3 separate regions of the Pan troglodytes genome follow, and all the other regions are linked to region 3. Evidence: chromatin contacts called from public HiChIP or PLAC-seq data. All regions are on one chromosome and are shown on one strand. The core of a region is the stretch at or near the end of the contact, and the rest is flanking DNA. Distances in the headings are between cores, read along the strand shown. Region 1 holds the start of GDF5 (growth differentiation factor 5). Region 2 holds the start of EDEM2 (ER degradation enhancing alpha-mannosidase like protein 2). Region 3 holds the start of EIF6 (eukaryotic translation initiation factor 6).

What was found. HiChIP or PLAC-seq counts read pairs in DNA pulled down with a chosen protein or histone mark.
Region 1: a contact with region 3 is called in an H3K4me3 HiChIP or PLAC-seq map of stem cell-derived excitatory neurons, with 14 times the contacts expected there. The contact joins the promoter of GDF5 here to the promoter of EIF6 in region 3. A contact is called at or near these places in 2 of 7 Hi-C or Micro-C datasets (blood and stem cell-derived neural progenitor cells), 1 of 1 datasets of contacts at active chromatin or transcription factors (stem cell-derived excitatory neurons) and 1 of 1 other capture datasets (stem cell-derived neural stem cells).
Region 2: an H3K4me3 HiChIP or PLAC-seq map of stem cell-derived excitatory neurons shows a contact between it and region 3, with 2.8 times the contacts expected there. The contact joins the promoter of EDEM2 here to the promoter of EIF6 in region 3. A contact is called at or near these places in 1 of 7 Hi-C or Micro-C datasets (stem cell-derived neural progenitor cells) and 1 of 1 datasets of contacts at active chromatin or transcription factors (stem cell-derived excitatory neurons).

Annotation. Positions count from the first base shown.
Region 1 is chr21:41,670,429-41,675,166 of NHGRI_mPanTro3-v2.0_pri, forward strand. It overlaps GDF5 (growth differentiation factor 5), which reads right to left and starts at 2,188. Exons shown (of 2, transcript XM_530287.8): 1 at 1,258-2,188. The coding sequence starts at 1,888.
Region 2 is chr21:41,383,173-41,387,913 of NHGRI_mPanTro3-v2.0_pri, forward strand. EDEM2 (ER degradation enhancing alpha-mannosidase like protein 2) reads right to left here and starts at 1,826. Exons shown (of 11, transcript XM_514601.5): 1 at 283-1,826; 2 at 1-60. The coding sequence starts at 389.
Region 3 is chr21:41,519,887-41,524,975 of NHGRI_mPanTro3-v2.0_pri, forward strand. It overlaps EIF6 (eukaryotic translation initiation factor 6), which reads right to left and starts at 1,718. Exons shown (of 7, transcript XM_001164516.7): 1 at 705-1,718; 2 at 360-471; 3 at 155-240. The coding sequence starts at 466. It overlaps FAM83C (family with sequence similarity 83 member C), which reads right to left. Exons shown (of 4, transcript XM_001162969.6): 2 at 4,757-4,924; 3 at 4,427-4,551; 4 at 1,700-3,927. The coding sequence ends at 2,490.

The DNA.
Region 1 (4,738 bases), core at 938-3,437, 150 kb after region 3:
AACATAAGGCTATGTATGTGTATGTGAGAAGCTCAGTAGTATCTCCGAATCAGCATGCCCTCCTTCCTAAATAGCAGTTTGCCATTGGGGAGCTTTCATATATTGCTCTAGAAGGTGACTAATTAGGCCTTTAAACTCCCCATCTCCCCCTCTCCAAGCTCCCTTAGTGCTGGGGGGCACACGGACTTATTTTATGAGCCCCCAAGGGGTCACAGCTTTCCCTGGCTGGGCAGGCAGCCAGACCACCTCCCCCACCTCAGCCAGACCTGCTGCCTCTGTGCCTCCCCCGCCCCCTGGCAGCCCCCTCCAGGCCAGCTCTAATGAGGAGCCTCTCCCACCCTCTGACCCCTCCCCCACCCTGCCAGCCTAGGACCAGAGCAAATGAGCTGCAGGCAACTTGAGCGACCAACAGCCCACCTCCCTCTTCACACTAGGAAGAAACTGAGGCCCTGAGAGGGGGAGGGACTTGCTTAGATCACACAGCAAGTGGAGAGGAAAAGCTGCAACAGTAACATTAGGTGGGCCGAGAGAGACAGAGGGGAGCAGGTAGTCTCTGGAGTTAATGAGGAGAATGAGGCATGTTCAGGACAGGACCTAAAGTTTTCATGTTGGAAGGGCTCTCAGAAACCACCCTGTCCAACCCCATATAGGTGTACAGATGGGAAAACGGAGACCCCAAGTGAGAAGGAGCTTTCCCAAGGTCATACTGCGAGTTAGGCCCTGGGTCTGCTCCCTCCCCATGTATCTGAACATCATTCCATGACTCCAAGATGCCCCATTTACTGTGTGCACCTCTCTTGCCTCCTCTAGCCCCTTGCCTGAGGGCAAAGTTGCAGAAGCATGGGGACCTCAAGATTCATTTCTTTCTCTGCTGTCTGAGACCACCTACAAACCTCTGGAGCTTGGAAAGTTCGGCCAGCCCAGCAGATACAGATGCACAACTGAGTAATCAAGTCTCGGAATCTGGTCTCCAACTCTGCCACGAACTGGCAGGTCTTGTCTTCTCTCTAGGCTTTAGTGCCCACTCTGCACCTTGCAGGCGTTGGACCTGGTGCTTCCTAGGTGCCCTCCAGCCCTGATGTGTGGGCAGCCTAGGATCTGCTATGTGTGAGATATGTGTCAGTGTCCCCAGACACCCACCCCGGGCCAGATGCACACAGTGTCTCCCACCAGGGCAGTGCCAGGGCTTTGAAAGCCCCTCCATTCATGCAGATGCCCCTCCCTCTGAGCCGTGCCCCTGCCACCCCACCCCCTCACCTTGCCCTTTGTCAATAAAGCTGGTGATGGTGTTGGCCAGGCCAGCCTCCAACTTCACGCTGCTGTTGCCTCCCTTTCTGTCAGCATCGGACAGCGTCCTGTACAGCGAGAGCATGTACTCGTGGGGTGTGATGGGGGGTGGGCGAAACGGCTCCTTGGGCTCTCGTGGGGGCCCGGGCTCCCTGGCCTTCTTCAGCAGGAAGGAGCTGGGGACAGATCCTGCTTTTGGGGGTGCCTTGCCTCCGGGAAGCTGTCCTTTTGGGGTCACAGTCCGGGCTGTAGCCTGCCTTGTTTGGGGAGGGTGTCCTGGCTTGGGTTCAGGGCCGCCCGGTCTGGGGGGCAGCTTTTTGGGTTCATCCTTCTTGGGCTGTGTCAGGCCTCCTTTCTGCCCGGTGCCTCCCTTTGCCCTGGCATTGGCATTGGTGGCCCCCCCACCATAGCTGTGACCCCCTGGCCTGAAGACGTTCCGGGCCAGGGGGGGCCTCTCCTTGGCCTCTGCTTTGGCCAATCCTGGCCTGGTCCCCTGGGGTCTCTGGCCCAAGTCAGGGGCACCCAACACAGTGCAGATGAATTCCAGGTCCAGCCAAGCCAGGTACCAAAGCAATAAAGTGAGGAGTTTGGGGAGTCTCATCCTCTGGCCAGCCGCTGAATGACACCAAAGAGAACAGCGGCAGCAGCGAAGGTGCCTCTGGTTTGGCAGGAAAAACCATGAAAGGAGTGGACTTTCAAAAGCAGCGGCAGCAGCAGTAGCAGCAGAAGGAAAGGCTTTCTCCTCAGTCTGAGACTCTTGAAGTCTGCCGGGTGTGTGTTTGTATCCAGTCCCATAGTGGAAATGCTCTCGTATCCAGACGTGCACCGTCTCCAGTCAGCAGCTGAAAATAACTCGTTCTTGAAAGGAGAAAGCCGACCGCCCCCTTTCTCCTGCACAACTGACTGAGGGCTTGAAGGAGGCTTGTATAAGGCTGAGGGATTTTTCCAAGAAGGAAGAATGGCGTAATGCTGCCTGTGTGCTCCAGTTTTTTTTTCCCCCTAGTTTTGAATCCTTTCCAGTGAAAATACTTCACACACACACACACACACACACTCACAGGCCTGCAGGTGCTCAGAAAAATCTTTTACAAACCTGAACTCAGGAATTGGAAACGGAATTCCAACCCAAACCAATTTAATTACTCTCTGATGTCATGCTGTCTAAACTCATTTAAGTGCGATATATTTATGTGAAAAAAATCACCACTGCCCTTTCGAGGCCATGGCTCACGGGGGCTCCTGGCACGGAGCCCCGCAGCGGGACTCTAGGCTTAGGGGGCCTCCCCCTCCACGGGGCAGACTCAGGGGTCTTCACCTCCACCTCATGGAGCAGCCCACCCCACTTTCCCGAGGAGAGATGCTGAAGAATGAGCTCAAAGATCTTAAGCCCCAGAAGCATGGGGAGTGTGGGTTTGTAGTTAAGTCCTTAGAGTGTTTTTAAAGCAGTTTCAACTCCTGCATCTAGTCTGGGACCTGATTTGTTATGCGTGTGTGTGTGTGTGTGTGTGTGTTTATGTGTGTCTGTGTGTGTGTGTGCCTGTGTGTGTGTATTGGGAGTAGGGACAGCACAGATGGCAGCATTTACCCACATTTTCTTTTATTTTAATAAACTTGTGGTGACCCAGAGACTGAAAAATATCAGTGCCCACTACACCCCCTCCCTACCCCCAAATCCCATTGACTGAGTGCATATTCTTCAGGCTTGGGGGCACTGCCGCCCTTAAGTTCACTCCTTGGATGGCGGCAGGTCCAGGGTGTACCCCACCACCACCCCGGCAGAGACGTCCTCTGAGTTTTCTTAGAAAAGACTGGCAGAGTCTGGGGCAGCAGCGGCCCCTACAGGAGGCTGGAAAAGCCATTTCCCACATGACGCTTTTTTTTTTTTTTTTTTTTTTTTTTTGAGACGGAGTCTCGCTCTGTCGAGTGCAGTGGCATGATCTCAGCTCACTGCAATCTCTGCCTCCCAGGTTCACGCCATTCCCCTGCCTCAGCCTCCCCAGTAGCTGGGACTACAGGCCCCTGCCACCACACCTGGCTGATTTTTTATGTTTGTAGTAGAGATGGGGTTTCACCATGTTAGCCAGGATGGTCGCGATCTCCTGACCTCGTGATCTGCCCGCCTCGGCCTCCCAAAGTGCTGGGATTACAGGCGTGAGCCACCAATTTCCCACATGATGTTTTTCTGGTAGCTCTGGAAGGTCTGAATTCCAGCTGAACTCAAGGGTTTCTTAAAGTGCCTCATTGAAGTATGGAAGATCCCTTCCTCTGGGGAACCTTCGCCGTAGAGCCCCTGGGCAACTTAACACAGGGTCAGCGGGGAAAGCTGTTCGCTTCACCTGAAATATCCTCCTCTCTCTCTCCCACAACTGGAGGAAGCACTCCACATCCTGAGAAGTTTAGCTGAAAATTTACCTCCTTCGGGAAGCCTTTCCTCGTCTCCAGACAGAGCCAATTACCCCTTCTGTACATTTCTCTACAACAACACTTGTCACGCTGTAAGAAGGATGGCGGGGGAGAAGCAATAGTCAGATAGGCTTCCTTCTTTTTTTTTTTTTTTTTTTTTTGAGACAGAGTCTCACTCTGTCACCTAGGCTGGAGTGCAGTGGTGCGATCTTGGCTCACTATAATCTCCACCTCCTGGGTTCAAACGATTCTCCTGCCTTAGCCTCTCGAGTAGCTGGGACTACAGGTGCACACCACCATGCCTATCTATTTTTTGTATTTTTAGTAGAGACGGAGTTTCACCATGTTGGCCAGTCTGGTCTCGAGCTCCTGACCTCAAGTGATCCACCCACCTTGGCCTCTCAAAGTGCTGGGATTGCAGGCATCTCTACCAAAAATACAAAAAATTAGCCGGGTGTGGAGGCAAAGGTTGCAGTGAGCCGAGATCGCACCACTGCACTCCAGCCTAGGTGACAGAGCTAGAGTCCATCACACACACACAAAATAAGTAAATAAATAATATTAATAAAATAAAAAAATTAAAAACAGGCTTGTTCCCACTGAACCAGTCCTCTCTGGCATCCCTCCCTTCACTCCCTCCTCACCACCTCCATCACTGCCCTGTCCTCCTCATTGCTTGCCTCGCTATGATTCTCCCCTATAACTGGCTTCTAGGCCTCCAGGCTCTTTCTGGTTCAACCCTCTACTAAAAGCTACCCATCAAACAAGTGCCAACCCACGTGCCACCTCCTCCATGAAGCCTTCTTGCATCCTCCAGAAAATGCACACTCCCCCTGAGCTGCCATCACACATTTTCTGTGCTCTTTTACATTTTTTGGCAGCTGAAAGTTTATTCAGTCTCTGCCTCTGCCCCCTATCCCAACACAGTTTGTTTCTTCCACTCTGTATTTTGTCATATTTTAAAATCATAACTTAATTCCTTATAACTATAATAATTTCTTTACATACCTGTCTCTCCCATTAGATTATGACTAGACTGTGCCATATT
Region 2 (4,741 bases), core at 576-3,075, 140 kb before region 3:
GGAAAGGCATTCTCCAGGTAGCTGTCGTAGGCGTGGTAGAACATGGCCTTGACTCGCTCCCTGGGTGGGGGACGAGAAATCAGGCATGGGGCAAGAACACAACAACAAGCGGGGGAAGAACAAGATACAGGGCGGAAAGTGGGAATCACTAGCTGATTTCTCCCTGGGACCTAGCGGCTGGGTCGGAGCAAGTCGGGGTCTGGGATGGACGGAAAGGGAAAGGACCCGGTTCGCGCTTCCCATTCCCCAACTGCGAAAGGGCGGGAACCTGGCCTCCTTCACCTGTAGTGGGCGGGATCTGGCGCGGAGCCGTCGGGACCTGGCGCACCATGGTGCAGAGGCAGCAGCGCGCACAGGAGGCCAAGCGGGATGAGCAGCCGGAAAGGCATAGAGCTCGTGTCCTCTCAGCGCCCCCGCAGCAGCAGCAGCCACTGCAACCAGCTCATCCTGGGAGCTGCTGCGGGTTCTTCCGGGGATCCGCGCCACTGCGCCTGCGCGCTGAGAAATCAGCCTCTCACTTCCGGACTACAAGCCCCAGAATGCAATGGGCAGTGAAACGCGGCCGAAGAGCAACTTCGGATATACGGTTTCCGCAACACTGATCAACGTGTCTTAAAGTCAGTGGCTGTTGTTACTACTGTTATTAATTAATGTTTTAATAATAACAGCTAGCATGTATTGAGCACTTATTGTGTACTAGTACTGTACGGAGCATTTAAAATGCATTCTCTCATTTTTTTCAACAACCTTATTAAGTATGAAGGCAGGGTAAGCATGAGAAATGTTCAGCCTTTACTATTATTATCTAGCAGGACGAGCCGCAGACAAAACTCCTCAGACACCGGGTTAAAGAAGGAAGGAGCTTTATTCGGCCGGGAGCGTCAGCTGACTCACTTCTCAAAAACGGAGCTCCCCGAGTGAGCAATTCCTGTCCCTTTTAAGAGCTTACAACTCTAAGGGGGTCCGCGTGAGAGGGTCGTGATTGATTGAGCAAGCAGGGGGTACGTGACTGATTACCGGTGCACCGGTAATCAGAACGGAACAGAACAGGATAGGGATTTTCACAATGCTTTTCCATACAATGTCTGGAATCTATAGATAATATAACCGGTTAGGTCAGGGGTCGATCTTTAATTACCAGGCCTGGAATGCAGCGCGGGGCTGTCTGACTACTGATTTCACTTCTGTCTTTCTTTTAACTCCTGCATTTTCTTTGAGGCAGAAATTGGGCATAAGACAATATGAGGGGTGGTCTGCTCCCTTATTTAGGGATATTGAGTTTCCCAAACCAGTTACTTGTTGATTGTATAAGATACAACTCACATTTATTTGTCCAAAACTTCAATTTTTTTTTTTTTAAACCTCTTGCATTTTCCGATGCTGTCACTCTTGAGGTTTCCTGAAATCCCGTCAGTTCTAGGAATTCATGACATTTCTCTCCTCCCAATTTGGGATGTGGTTACACAATCATGGTCCCTTCAGTCTCCATCTCAAACCGGAAGCTTACCCCATCAGCCCTGTAGAATGTCTTAGGTAAGAATGAATACTCTGGTTGGGCGCGGTGGCTCACGCCTGTAATCCCAACATTTTGGGAGGCTGAGGTGCATGGATCACCTCAGGTTAAGAGATAGAGACCAACCTGGCCAACATGGTGAAACCCCGTCTTTACTAAAAATACAAAAATTAGCCAGGGGTGGTGGCGGGTGCCTGTAATCCCAGCTACTCGGAAGGCTGAGGCCGGAGAATCGCTTGAAACCGGAAGGCGGAGGTTGCAGTGAGCGAGGATCGCGCCACTCCACTCCAGCCTGGGCAAAACAGCAAAACTCCATATCAAAAAAAAAAAAAAAAAAAAAAAAGATGAATGACTACCCTAGGGCACTATAGCTTTCAGGAGGTTTATGATCCATTTCTCCATTTCCCTTATTCCCAAGTTTCTAAAATTTGGTCAGCACCTTAGACCACAGCAACACCCATGACTTTGGTCAGTGTGACATGCGGTAGAACCAACCCTGGATTTGAAGTCAGATCTAGGATCCAGTTAATTACAACTCTGTCACTCATCTATAACCAGTGTATGTGACCCTCTCCTTCTCTGGGGCTAGCATCCTTGTCTATAAATAATGAGGAGTTTGAACAAATGGATCTTTGAGATCCTTTTCGGTCGAGCTTTCTATGATTCTAGGATTGGCTATCTCCTATTTGCTGAAAAAGTCAGATGGAAGTGATAGCTCAGTTTGTTGAGCCAGAGTGCAGCCAGGCTTTGTCTCCTTTGGTCCCACATCCCTGAAAACATCCCCCAAGTAAGTGTCTCAAAATGCTATCCGTTGACAGAATTAAATCCCTGACAACCCAGAGAGATTGAGGTGATATAGCCTAGAGGCTAAAAGTATGGGCTTTATATTTGGGCAGACCTGAGTTGGAGTACGAGCTTCATCACCTGTTAGGATGTGACCCTGCCAGTTTTTCTCTGAGCCTCAGTTATCTCATCTGTACAATAGGAATAATATTAGTACCTAGTTAATAGGATTGTGAGGATTTGGTGAGCTATTGCATGTAAAGTGCCTGGCATAGTGTCTGGCAGAAGAGACACTCAGTAAATATTAGGATGTATTTATTTATTTATTTATTTATTTATTTATTGAGATGGAGTTTCATTCTTGTCACCCAGGCTGGAGTGGTGCTATCTCAGCTCACTGCAACCTCCGCCTTCTGGGTTCAAGTGATTCTCCTGCCTCAGCTTCCTGAGTAGCTGGGATTACAGGCGCCTGCCACTGCGCCCAGCTAATTTTTATATTTTTAGTAGAGAAGGGGTTTCGCCATGTTGGCCAGGCTGGTCTCGAACTCCTGACCTCAGGTGATCCACCCACCTCGGCCTCCCAAAGTGCTGGGATTACAGGCATAAGCCACCGTACCCAGCCTGGGATGTTTTTAGAAACTCTTCTTGGCCGGGCGCGGTGGCTCACGCCTGTAATCCCAGCACTTTGGGAGGCCAAGGTGGGCGGATCACAAGGTCAGGAGTTCAAGACCAACCTGGCCAATATGGTGAAACCCTGTCTCTACTAAAAATACAAAAATTGGCCGGGAGTGGTGGCAGACGCCTGTAGTCCCAGCTACTCAGGAGGCTGAGGCAGGAGAATCGCTTGAACCCGGGAGGTGGAGGTTGTAGAGGTTGTAGTGAGCCGAGATCAAGATCAGGCCACTGCACTCCAGCCTGGGAGACAGAGCGATACTCTGCCTCAAAAAAAAAAAAACAAAACAAACAAACAAACAAACAAAAACTCTTCTTGGGGCTTCCAAATGGAAGGGAAAGGAGATGACAGTAAGCTGAGACCTGGATAACAACACAGGAGCACTGTATTCGTTTCCTGTGATTCCTGCAACAAATTACCACAAACCAAGTGGCTTAAAGCAACAGAAATTTATTCTCTCGCAGTTTGGGAGGTCAGGAGCCTGAAATCAATTTCACTGGGCTAAAATTAAGTTATTGACAGGGCCACACCCACTCCAAAGGCTCTAAGGGATAATCCCTTCCTTGCCTCTCTAGATTCTCCTGACTGCTGGCATTCCTTGGCTTATGGTTGTATCACTCCAGTATGTGCCCGTGCCTTCATATCGCCTTCTCTGTGGATGTGTCACATCTCCTTCTGCTTTTCTCTTATAAGGACATTTATAATTGCATTTAGGACCCCCCCCGCCCCCTCCCCAACCCAGATAATACAGGATAAACTCCCATTCCAAGATTTTTAACTTAATCACATCTAGGGAAAAAAAAAAACAAACACCATTTTTCCAAATAGAGAAACATTTACAGTTTCCAGAGATTAGGACCTGGACTTTAGGGGGCTGTTTCCAGCCTAGCGCAGGGACTAAATATTTTTCAGACCTGGGCCTTTCCCTGTGACGAAATTCACCTTCTCCATATTATAAATCCTATAGCTTATCTTTTTGTCTCCCATTCAAAATTCTAGTGTGGATAAAACTTTTGCAGGAAGGGTGGGTTCAGGTTGCCTGGATTTGGTAACGATAGGTCTCTCTTTATGAGCAAGATTGAAACACTCATGATTTTCCTTTATATTCTTTTTCTAGCTTGATGTCATTTTCCACACTGTCACTGAACAAATAAAACCATGACTTAAGTTTTCACAATTCATGTGACTAATTTCATAGTTCTCTAATGAGAATAAAAAAATTGTTTTACCCTCTGGAAAGTATCAGGACTCTTCTTTCTCTCACTCTGTGTTTATGATATTGGATTCTAGAAGGTTATGACCCACCAGTGAAGTGTCACACTTGAGCATTTACTTGTGAAGAGACTCAGGGTAAGTTGCCTACCTCTCTGAGACTCAATTTCCTATTGTAAAATACAGAAATTGATGAGGCCATAAAGGAATTCTGGGAATTAAATGGGATAATGAAAGTGAACATTCTCAGCACAGTGACTGGTATATCTTAAGTTCTTGATACATATTAATTCTCTTCCCTGCCTCCCCAACTCTTCTTTTTTTTTTAAGGCAGGGCAGTTGTTTCCATTTACTGAGCATCTGCCCCGAGTCATCCAAGGTGTTATAGGCAATAGTTCCTACCCTCAAAAGTTTGAGGCACAGTGCTGAGCATATAACTAAGATTCCAAAATAATCAAGTCATAGTCCTTTCCCTTGAAGTGCTTGCAATTTTGTTAGAAGGGGAAGATGTCAATTGGAGAATACTTGGAATCATAGGGTGTTCAAGTCTTCCCTGTGGG
Region 3 (5,089 bases), core at 468-2,967:
CGATCTCCTGACGCTTGGCCTGAGAGATTCTATAGTGCCCAGAGATAATAGATGATACCCTGGGAATCCCTAGGTCACTCCGGGTTCCCTCCGGGGGTGTAATTAATGGTGCTTGGAGACCACTCCCTCCCTCGGCGTCCTCCACCTGCCTTACCCACACACATGCGCCCGATGATGCGGCAGCCGGCGATAGACGCGTGCACCACGGGGATGGTATCGGAGAGCTCGCCCTCGAACACACTGTAGGGACATGGACTCGGTGGTGGCGGGGCAGAGGGGCCGGCACCCTCCCACTGCCGGAGCTCTTGACTCCTGCGCACGCCTCCCCGCCACCGTAAGCCCCGGGGCTCCCGCCGCACCTGTAGAAGTTCTCTGAGCCTCCGATCGCCACCAGACAGTAGGTGTTGGTGAGCTTGGCAAAGCAGCCGATCTCACAGTTGTTCTCGAACGACGCTCGGACCGCCATGAGGCCTAGGGGCGGCGGAGCCGGGAGTTCAAGGCCGGCGGATCCTTTCCCAAGTATCCCGGCCTCCGCCCCTCAGGCCCCGCCGCGACCCCGCCCCTCTCGGCCTCCCGGTCCCTCCGTCCTCGGGTCCCGCCCACTGGGCCCCCACCAGAACCTCCGGCCCTGAATCCTCTGGCCCCCACCCCTCCCGACCCAGGACCGGAGCTGACCCTCCCAGGTTCCCCTCACACCAGCTTACCAAGTAACCAGTAACAAGCTGCGCACGCGGCGACTGTACCTTGGACTCCCTAAAAAGGTTTCCGTTTCCACTTCCGTCCAGGGAGACTTCCGGGAGAGCCCGGCGCTCCCCGCCACGCATCCAGCCCCTCTACCTCCGGCCTCCGGCGGACTCTATGGTCGCGAGCGGTCTGGGCGCGACCCCACCTGGCCCCACCCCTAGCCTGCTCGCGTTCATTCATTCATTATTCATTCAGGAGCTGTCATCGACATAGACCTCCGGCTGGTCGGTTGTGAGGCATGAGGGAGAGGAGGGGCCAGGAGTGTCTCGCGGAAGGGTTGATGATGGAGGTATTGATCGAAATGAAGCCGGAGGAAGGGCAGGTTTGGGGAGAGGGATGAGTCCAGCTGTGCCTTGAGGGACAGAAGTCCATGTCTGGAGCCCAGCAGGGGAGTGGAGTGCTGACGAATGAGATGAGGGGCTGAAGACGGGTGGACTAGAAGAGGCTACCCATGGAGAGAGTTCCAGGAGGCAGAAGTGCGGCCAGACCGAAGCTGGAGAAAGAGCGCAGCCAGAGAGGGAAAGGCAGCCAGGCTGCAGGTGCTGGAGAGAGGGGAGGACTGAGGAAGCAGGGGCTCAGGAAAAGGCTGGAAAGGGGTCCAGGGTGGGCAAGGATGTGGGTGCTGGTTGGCTTCCACGATGTACCTCTCGCACGGCCTCTAACACTCACTCAGCAGCCAACTTCTGTCCCCAGGATAGTGATGGGGGCCAAGGGCCCTGCTGCACACTTGGACAGGATGAACTTGGCCCACATTTTGTAGAATCTGCAAAAGCCCCGGGTTCTCTCAAAATGTCACAGTGGTAACTTGGAGCCCCTGGACTCCCCCAATTCCTCCTTCGGCATTCACCCTCCTCCAGGGGTTTCCCCATAATTGGCCTGAATGGTGCCCTTCCCATTCCCCCAACGTGTCCCTCCCATAACTCCTCAAAGTTCAGGATACACCAGGCACTGTGAGTCACAATAAAGTCTGCCTTTATTGATGTGTATCATGTTTACTATCCCGGGTAAGTGGTGAGTTCAGGAAAATGGCCCACAACCTGTCACAGCCTGTACTTCAAGAGACACTCAGCAAGATGACGACGACGATGATGATGATGATGATGATGACTCAGCAAGATGATGACGACGACAATGATGATGATGATAATGATGATGATGTGTGTGTGTGTTTCCGGGTATCCACATACTCTGCTGTTCCTCACTCGTTCACCTCAGACCCACTCAGTCCTCTTTAGGGCATCTCTTCACCTGATTCCCTCTACCAAAAATTTTTCTAACTCTCTCCTCCCTCTGTCCAAAACCTCCCCATCCTTCAGGGCCTGGCTCAAAGGCCACCTCCATCTCCTCTAAGAAAGTTTTCTGACTACTCCACCTTCTCCAGGACTCTCTGCCCTTTGTTTTCTAACACCCTCTGTAACTGGTTAACCTTTAACTTGATATGGCTCTGACCCCTTCTCCAGCAGCTTGTGCATTTCACCTCTGTCCCCAGGTCTGAGTGTGACCCACCTGTCAGCTCTACAGGCCCAGCACAGGGCTGGAAACACAGCCTAGATTCAAGAAGATACTGGTTGGGGTGTGTGTGTGTGTGTGTGTGTATACACAAGAATCTTCAGCCCAGAGAGTGTGTCTGACCTGGGTTTCTAGACACCTCCCTTCCCCAATCTGGGACCTGAGCAAGTCCAGAGTCTCGGTGGACAGAGGAGGGGCCTGCCCTTGCCAGTGCACCCCTGAAGCCAGTCCTTTGGCTAGGACTCAAAGCGGCTTCGGAGCTGCTTGAACTTGGACTTGTTGTACTTAGTGATGAGGTCCAGTTTGCTGTGACCCAGGGTCAGCCGTTTCTCATCCCTGACCAGGTCACTGTTACCACCATTGAGATGGCCACCCTTGGGACCCCCAGGCTCAGTTCCCTGCCTGGCCCTGTGCAACTGATGATACTTGGTGATGAGGTCCAGCTTGCTGTGGCCCAGAGTTAGCCGTTTCTCATCCCCAGACCCAGCTCCAGCCGTGCGAGCAGGGCTTGATATCGGGAGACCATTGGGCCCAGGCCCCTCACCACGGAATGGGCCGAACTTTGTGATGAGGTCCAGCTGGCTGTGCCCCAGGGTCTGCCGCCGCTCATCTGGTGCCTGTCTGGCAGGTCTGGCTGAGGAGTTGGTTTCAAGGGGCACTCTGGAGCCCTGGGCCTTGGGGTACTGCATCAGGAGGTCTGATTGGCCATGGCTTTGGTTTAGGGACAGCCTCCTGTCCTCCAGGGCCCGATCACCAGGTCTGAGGGAACCCAACTCAGGGGCACCCCCAGTACCCAGGGCTCGGGACAGGAGATCCAGCTGGCTGTCGGCCTGGCTTGGGGACAACCTCCTGTCCTCTGGGGCCTGCTCGCCAGGCCAAAGGGGGCCTGAGTTGGGGGTAACCCCAGAGCCAGGGTCTCCAACTTCTCGGGCTCTGGGGAAGGGGACAAGGAGATCCAGCTGGCCACGGCTCTGACTTGGAGATGCCTTCTTCTCCTTCTCCTCCACTGTCTCCAGGGTTGTGCCAGGTACCCATCGACCCCGCAGGGGGCTGGGCTCTTGGCTTCCTGGGAGCCCATTCTCTGGGAACCGGGACAGAGCTGGGGCACCCCGATGGAACTGGAGGAGGGGCCGGGAGCGAGGAAGCAGAGGTGACCCCACTGCCAAGGTTAAGGGGCTGGTACTATTATGGTTGAGGGCAGGGGAGGACTGGGACCATGGGTATGCCCCTAGCTTGCCGAGGTTGGCCCTATAGAGCCCAGGAGGGGAGCCGTGGTTAGGGTCTGATAGTTGGCGATGTAGGGAGGGCTGGCCACTGGCCTCACGGCGGGCAGGACCCAGGGACGAGGACACCACACCCGTGTCACTGCAATCACCACCTCCTGGTAGAGCGAGGTAGGAGGAGCGACCCATAAGTGGTGACTGCTTGATGCTGCTGAGGCTGGTGCTGGAGGGCGGGGACGACGTGGGGCTTGGGACGTCAGGCCTGAAGGCTAGGGCCACAGGGGGAGGACGCAGTGCCCGGGGAGACAGCGGGTCCTCACCGCCACAGAAGCCCTCCACAGGCTGCGACTCAGCGTACAGACAGCGGAACTCCCGGTCAAAGTCTTCCACGATGCGGCCCCTCAGCTGCAGCACCATGCTAGTGTGGGCCTGGCTGCAAAGCCAGGTGAAGCTGGGGGCAGAGGGACAGGGGGGTCAGGAGGCAAAGTGCAGGACCCTGGGGGTCAGCAGGAGTCACAGCCAGGGGTGCATACCTGGTCCAGCATGCTAGACCCAAACCCCACCACCACGAGGGCTCACAGTGAGGGGCAGAGCTCCAACTCCAGAGTCTGTGCTTGCCCTAGCCCTGCTTAGTGGGCCTGGGCACATGGCTGCCCTCAGGGCCCCAACTTCCCCATCTGTCAAATGGACTTGGGGGAGGTTCCCTGAAGTCACTCCAGTTCCAATGGGCATAGTCATTTTCTATACCAAGGGTATTAAAGTAATCATTCCCCTAGAGTGAGCTCCTCCAGGGCCGATGCCCCCGACACCCTCCCCTGAGCCCGGCATGATGCCTGGCACATGGCAGGTACTCAGCCCATGTCCGAAGGAATGGATGAGTGGAGGGAAGCTCAGAGCTGCCAGCCAGTGATGCAGCCCCAGGCCCCCCTTGCCTCCTCGTGCCTGCTCACCTGTAACTGCCCGCCACCACTTGCTCACAGTCGATGAGGACGAACTTCTCCAGGGCCTGCCCCGTGAAGCGGCGGCCAGCCTTGCTGCAGTATGTGTCCCCACACGTGCTCCGCACACGCATGTTCTAGGTGGAAGTAGGTTGGGGGTGACCTTGAGAGAGTGAGGCTCAAGCCATGTCTCTGCCCCATGGGGTCTCTAACCCCAGACAGCTAAGGGAACCCACCCCCCACTCCCATTGCCCCCCAGTGCTGACTGGCCACCCACTGGCTCCCCTGCCCTCCCTGACTCCCCGCCCACACCCCTGGTTACTGCCCCTGGTCCTCACTGACCGGCAGGTGCTCCCCATTGAGGTCCATCTTGTAGCACATCTCCAGGAAGTGCCTCAGGTGCTCCTGGGCAAGGAGCAGGTACACAGGGACACCACGCCGGCTTGAGGCCTCCATGAGGTCACACAGAAGCTCCATGTCAGTGAATATGTCCATCACCACAGCCACCACCTGGGTCGGGGGAGGCACACGAAAGCTCAGCGCTGCCCAGGGCACTCCCCACATCCAGCCAAACCTGGGGCAGGAAACTGGGCGCCGGGAAAAGAGCACTGGACTGAAAATCAGGAGGCCAGAGCCTTCAAGAGCAAGTGAACAGGAAGGGCACTTAGCAGTGAC